Regions from separate parts of the Mus musculus genome. Here region 1 is linked to region 2. The links are chromatin contacts, called in public HiChIP or PLAC-seq maps. All regions are on one chromosome and are shown on one strand. The core of a region is the stretch at or near the end of the contact, and the rest is flanking DNA. Distances in the headings are between cores, read along the strand shown. Region 1 overlaps Unc79 (unc-79 homolog). Region 2 holds the start of Unc79 (unc-79 homolog).

The links. HiChIP or PLAC-seq counts read pairs in DNA pulled down with a chosen protein or histone mark.
Region 1: an H3K27ac HiChIP or PLAC-seq map of microglia shows a contact between it and region 2, with 7 times the contacts expected there. The contact joins the enhancer-like site here to the promoter of Unc79 in region 2. A contact is called at or near these places in 5 of 39 promoter capture datasets (the HPC-7 cell line, cranial neural crest, liver and 2 more), 4 of 484 Hi-C or Micro-C datasets (cerebral cortex, embryonic fibroblasts, forebrain and 1 more), 5 of 115 datasets of contacts at active chromatin or transcription factors (embryonic forebrain, embryonic stem cells, forebrain and 2 more) and 3 of 9 other capture datasets (adipose tissue, embryonic stem cells and pancreatic islet).

What each region holds. Positions count from the first base shown.
Region 1 is chr12:103,038,264-103,041,363 of GRCm38.p6, reverse strand. The region is part of intron 7 of Unc79 (unc-79 homolog); the gene reads right to left. Among named protein-coding and RNA genes, the nearest start is that of Unc79, 91 kb to the right of the region's middle. Within about 2 kb of position 1,838, at least 11 of the 459 cell types and tissues checked have an H3K27ac peak or open chromatin away from gene starts, as enhancers often do. A contact at or near this core is called in microglia, where this site is marked.
Region 2 is chr12:102,947,250-102,950,658 of GRCm38.p6, reverse strand. Unc79 (unc-79 homolog) reads right to left here and starts at 1,800. Exons shown (of 49, transcript NM_001081017.2): 1 at 1,084-1,800. The coding sequence starts at 1,105.

The DNA.
Region 1 (3,100 bases), core at 589-3,088, 91 kb before region 2:
GAGAAAAAAATGAGTAAATAAATGAAAATCACTCGAGTTTAGGCATTATGTAATAATCATATTCATCTCCAATTGGTAGTAAATAAATAAAAATCACTTGCATTTAGGTATTATATAATAATCACATTCATTTCCAATGGGTAGTAAAGACAAGGTGACTTAGAAGAATGGTGGTATGTTTCCTTTTGCAATCAGGAAAACTTCACAACCACCTTTAGACTGTACACTGCTGCAAATACTTGCAACAAACGCCTTATTTCTCCAACCCAAACTCATGAAAGACACAACTCATCCATTACAGCATTCTTCCTGCTGAGTTTCATAATGAATCTTAAATCCTTCTTTCCACTGAACTCCAGTCACCACAAGCCAGAGCAGGCTGGCATACACAGTGGCATTTGCTGACCTCTCTGAACCCATCTATTATGAGAATAGGTCATATTTAAAACATGTCAGCTGCTGTGGCACTGGTGGAAACAGATTAGCATATGCAGCAGCCATGACATTAGATCAGGGCTCTAATGACCTCTATTCTGTGGATGAGGGAAATGTATGAGAGGACCAATCCCTTTGGTTTGTTTTTTATTTTTTCATCCATTTTTACCATGCCACTGAGCTAAGAACAGGTTCTAGGATAGTCCCCTTAAGTCATTTTTCAACTTTGATGGGAATTATTGACCCACAGTTCATAGACGCTCAAGAGGTTGTAGTCAAGACTCAGCAAAGGAAAAACACATCAAAACTTATTAAAATCAAATTGATGGGGGAAAAGCCGAAAACTTTTAAAGCAGCCATTAAGAACAAAAGATACCTCACTAATAGAGGGATAAAGATAAGAACAATCTCTGACGTTCTCTTAAAAACAATGCAAGATGGGACATAGAAAGGTTAAGCTCAAACTGATCTCGAAGCATCCTGCCTTCTGGCTACCCATCATAGTGCCAGGGCAGGGTGGGGTGGGGTAGAGGCTATGCAGACTGCTGGGAGAAGCTCTCAACAGCAGTCAGACCCAGCCCTGGGCCCTGTGTACAGTCCTAATGAGCCAGGGAGCATGCAACTAGTGCCAAGTCTGTTATGAGTGTAGTCATCCACTTCCTGATTGCATTTAAGGCCCACTCCACAGGAGGAAATTCACATCTGCTACTGTAAACACAGCCAAAAGCCTGCAGCTGAGATTGTGGTGGAGGGTCAGAAGTGCTAGTGGGAAAGCTATAGCTGTTGTTTTGGGTTTTGTTGTTGTTGTTTATGATTTATTTTTATTTATGTGCATTGGTGTTCTGCTTGCTTGTACGTGTGTGTGTGAAGGTGTCAGATCCTCTGGAACTGGAGTTATAGACAGTTGTAAGCTGTCATATGGGTGCTGGGAATTGAACCTGGGTCCTCTGGAAGATCAGCCAAGTGCTCTGAACCTCTGTGCCATCTCTCCAGCCCCTGTTGTCTTCTTAAATGCACATGATGTGCCCATCAAAGTGCCTTCAAAATAACTACGTTTATGTCCATAGGTTAGTGCTGCCATCAGCTTTGATAGGAGACATTTTCATTTACAATGGACAGAGGTAATTAGAAAGACTCATAACTGATGTATGAGTAAAAGTGATGAGAAAAGGTGGCTGCTGAATGCTCAGCTGTAACCAAAACATCTATAGCACACACATAGGCACACACACACACACACACACACACACACACACACACACATACACACACACACACACACACACACACACACACACGCGCGCGCGCGCGCGCGCACACACACACAGCAGGCTCAAAGAGTATCCTTGAAGACAGGGCAGAGAGAATGTAAGAGCTGAAGAAAATGGGGAAGTGGTGGGGAACACTGACTTCTGGGTCCAATAAGGATTGCACTCACAACAGCAGTGAATATCTGCAAGGGAAAGATCTGCAGCACAGGACTGAGCCTGTCAACAGCTTGTTGTGGAAGGGAAAGAGACTCTTAAGGCTGAGGGTTTATACCCTGTTAACGGTTGACAGGAAAGGGAGAAACACTTCCCTGAGTGGTATAGCCACTGATCAGGTTCCTGTGCTCCTGCAAGCAACGCCATCCCCCCACCCCGCTGCCCAGCCTCCAACCCCGCACCCCTCCCCTTGCACCTGTAAGAAACCCTCCTGAACTCATCAGAGAAAAGGCTCTGAAGCAGAAGAGGAGCTGGCTGGGAAAAGAAAGGGAATCAGCGGCAGGTGGAAGAGAAATAAGAGACGGTCATGGGGTGAAGGAAATGGGAAAATATCAGAACGTGTGTGAACACAACAAATGAAACAAACCCACTGTTGTATATAATTAATATGCTCTTCAAATATACGCTAGAAGGCACTAGAACCACATCTTTGAAGGGCTAAAAGAAAAACATCTCAGCTTAGAATTCTACACCTAATAAAACTATTCATTACAAACATATACTAAACCAAGGCTATCTGGGATAAAGAAGAAAAGATGCAAGGGGCCAAGTGAAACATGTTCTTCTGTCAGCAAGTAAACCTTACTTCCTCATCTGAGGGTAGACAACAGTGCTAAGGCGCACCAGCCTTAGAGAAAACGTTTTAAAAAGAAAGAAAAATCATTAACCCAGCATAGAAATAAAATTAAATATTAAAAAGTTAGCCCCAAAAGTTGTTATAGTCATAAAGAACAAATGGTCTAGTCATAAAGTAAGGGGCCATGGTAAGTCTGCCCTTCTCAGCCATCACACTGTGAACGACCTAGATAATAGGCACGTTGCAGGTAGATGTTCTAAAAGGTAGGAATTATGAAATGAGATTCTTCCAGAAAGCATGATTCTTATTGTGTGCATGTGAGAAACACTCAAAATATAATAAAAACTCTGCCATGTAAAACACTCATGCCCAGAATCTAAAGTCTCCACAGAAATGTCAGGCAAGCTGACCCCAGGTCAAGAAATATGAGCAGAAAAAAAAAAATGCAAAGGGCCAACAGAGCAAGGCACAGAACAGCCCTAACTGTGAGCGGGTTTAATAGACAGACCGAGGAAAGGAATCCGTATTCTAGCTGTGAGTTTCAACAGCCTTCTCTCATTCACTATTCTGATAAAATGAATGAACAGAAAGTCAATAAAATTGT
Region 2 (3,409 bases), core at 551-3,050:
GAAGAATTACACAGACTTAAGAAGTGACAGCATTATCAGAATAAATGTGTACTGCTTTGGAAGAAACAAAGAATCATTTAGAAAAATAAGTTCTAGATACTCTTGTATGAAATACCAACTGATTGCTTATTAAAAATGATCGTTTATTTACAACCCAAAGCTTAAGTTTCTGAATCCCTCAAGTGCTCTCAGGTAAACAATCAAATCAACCAACCTACCAAGTACATACCCAAGGCCTACTAGTGCACATTGCAATAGGAGTTACTATGGGGACCATGCTGGAAATGTCCTCCGTCCACATGGAGTTACCATGTTGTTACCAGCCAAGCACAGAGCCAGTCATTATTGGTACAACCAAATTCCTCCTGTGCTATTAGAGTTTGTGGAAGCTGCCCTACAAAGAAAGCCTGCTCTTTGGAAAAATCATTAGATCAATTAGATCATTTTCCCAATACCCCTTTCACTCTCTTGTAAGCCCCCACACAGTGGAGGTTAGTTGCTCCAGGGGAGCAGTGTTGCTATGCACGAGTTAATTTTCTTTATACTGAATGCAGAATTCAGCCTGCTCTCTGTTCCCTCCCCCCTCTCTCCCTTCTTGCCTCTTCCACCCGAAGTGGAAACTGCAGACTCAAACTCCCCGATGGCTCCAGCACCAGGAACTGGGCATGCTCAGAAGGCCAGGCAGGCTTTGGTTGCAACTGACAGTTCCCCGCCCCTGATTTGCCGCTGCCCCCCTTCCCCCACTCCAACAAGAGATACCGAAATGTTTATCTGAAAGATACGAGGCCTCTTTTTCCCGAGATTGACCCCATTTTAATTTCGTCTCGCGGGGTCTTCGGTCTGGAGAACCCCACTGCTAGCCCCAGTAGACTGCATTATTTTTCAGCACCGGGGACAGCGCCGCGCTGCCTCCGCCGTCCACCCTCCCCCACCTCCTTCCACCCCCCACCCGCCACCCGCCCCAACCTCAGCCCCCACCCCCGCACCAGCACAATGCCAAGGTCTCCCAGCAGCCGCAAACGCCGCAGCTGCGATAGCTCCCAGCCGGAGGCCGGGCCGAACGCCGGGCCGGCTGCTACTTACACTGCTCCGCTTTGGTGGACATGGTGCTGTCCAGATGGAAAGGCTTTGCCCCAAAATCTGTGTCGTGTGAGCTCCCTCGCTCCGCCAGCGATGTTGCGAGGAAAAGAGCGCATACCCCCCACCCCCCACCCCCTCGCTTTCCCCCTCCCTTAGGCCCGTGTCGCTACCATTCGGACAAAACGCACATCAAATTGCAGAATTCGGTCCCGGAAGGTTAGGAAATCGCCCCCGGAGAAATGGGTGGGATTTAATGGGCGGCCAAAGGCTTCCTGTCCGTCCCCTCCTGGAGCTGCCCGCGTGGATGTGGGCGGGGAGACCGAAAGGAGAGAGCGAGCTGCGGCTCCTGGTGAAATGGGAAAATGGGCTCGACCGGGGGAGGAGTATTTCCATTCATAAGGCGCACGGAGGGGCCGGGTGTTTCCCAGAGAAAAGCCTCTTAAAGTGCCGGAGTCCCCGACCATTTGGATCTCCCCATTGGCGTTCTCCAGGCCCGTAGATCCTGCGAGCGAAGCAGCCCCCGGCGCCTCGACGCGGTGACCGGAGAGGAGCACAGGTGCGTCCCACGCGCGTCTCAGCCTCCGGGAGGAAGGGCAGGGAGGCGGATCCGGGGCGGGCTGCACACAGCCGGGCCGGAGGGCGACGACAGTGCTCCAGAGGACTGCGAGGAAGGAAATGGAGAAGTAACCCTCTGCATGGCTTCCCGGCGTGCTGCGCTCCGTGCCCTCTGCCTCCCCTGGCGGATGGGCTCTCCTGCTGCTGAGCAGCGATGGGAGGTCCCAAAGCCAGGGGGCTGTGAGAAGACTTGAGGGGGTGTGGGTTGGAGCTAGGGAAAGGAGGAGATTTCCATAGATGGTAAAGGTGGAAGGTCCACAGAAAAGGAAGAGGAGAAACTGGAGACAGAAAGAACCCAGGTGTGCTCCTCGCAAGCAGTCCAGGCTGGGCGCCTGGGAGAAGCCCCTCTCTCTGCTGGGAAGCAGAAACCAATGGAAAAGGGGAGCGATCAAAAGGGCAACATGCATATTAATAGGAAGACTCCTGGAGAGTCCACCTCAAAGTAGAAAAGCACTAGAAGCCTGGGTTTAGGAGAACCAGATCCCAGACTCTGTTCCATTGCTTGCTATCCGTAAGCCTATGGTTCTTCATCATCTGTAAAATGGGAACAATAAAATCCGCCCTGCCGCCCGGAATCAATGGGCAGTGGAATAATACAACGGAAACAGAAAGACTAACTGCCAGTCATTAGAACCAGTCTTCACTCAAATCGTTCATTTGGAAAACTGGGCGGGGTGCGGGGGTGGGGGTGGGGGACAACAAGCATAGCAAACTGGTTTAGCAAAAGCAATAGGAACTGTAAGTTGATGAGCTATTTTTAATATGAAGAAAATCAATGTTCTTCCATCTCAGGAAGAATGATATGTAGGTTAAGGAAATACTAGTAAATTCCCTGAGAAAAGTACTAATTATCCAGATCTTTGACTATTAAAAACAAAACACTGGGAACAATTATCAAGGTATTCCAAGTGGCCTAGAAAACAGACGTCTAGGGAGCTGTCCGTGGTGCAAGTACTGTGGAGCTGTTTGACTGCGAACAAGGGGAAGGGATTTGGCGCCTGAGGATGCCCCTCCGACTGCATTCTTGGTAGGTAGCTTGAGGTACCTGCCCAGAGACCATCGCGCTCTACCACTGCTTACTCCCCAGACCACAGCCCCGTCTCAGGGAAAGACAAATGATTCTTTGAAGAACGACGGCGAACAGTTCATCTTGAGTAAATAAAATCAAAATACATGGAAGTGGTTCTGAACAAAATATGAATATAATGAACATTTCTGAGAAAATGACAAGCGTTTTGTGTGATTAGAGGAAAGCTCAAGGATTTATTCCAAAATTTCTGGGAAGCTGGAGGCATTAATAAAGAAAACAGTAATTGAAATTTGAAAGAAAAAAAAAGTAGCTTGGACAAACACAGAACAAAGGAAGAAATACGTCTTGGAAATAATTCCCCCACCCCCTGCCTGATGTTGCTGCTGTTTGTCACTGAACATCTATCTCTACATTGAGAACCAGCTGCTGCTGAGGTCGTGCCCACCCGGGGGAATCCCGATCTGGGTTTCAGACCTGCCTCTTGTGCTCTTACGACCTTTCACTTTCTTATGCTTTGATTTTTCTCATCAAAACAAAACAAAACAAAAAAAAAAAACAGTATGGTGATAGTCCTATCAAAAGTTGTTGTCAAGATTACATGAGTATACTCATGAGAGTCCGGAGCTTCCAAGCACACTTGAACAGCAGTTGTTGTTGGCAGTGCTGCTCAGAATGCCCGCAGGC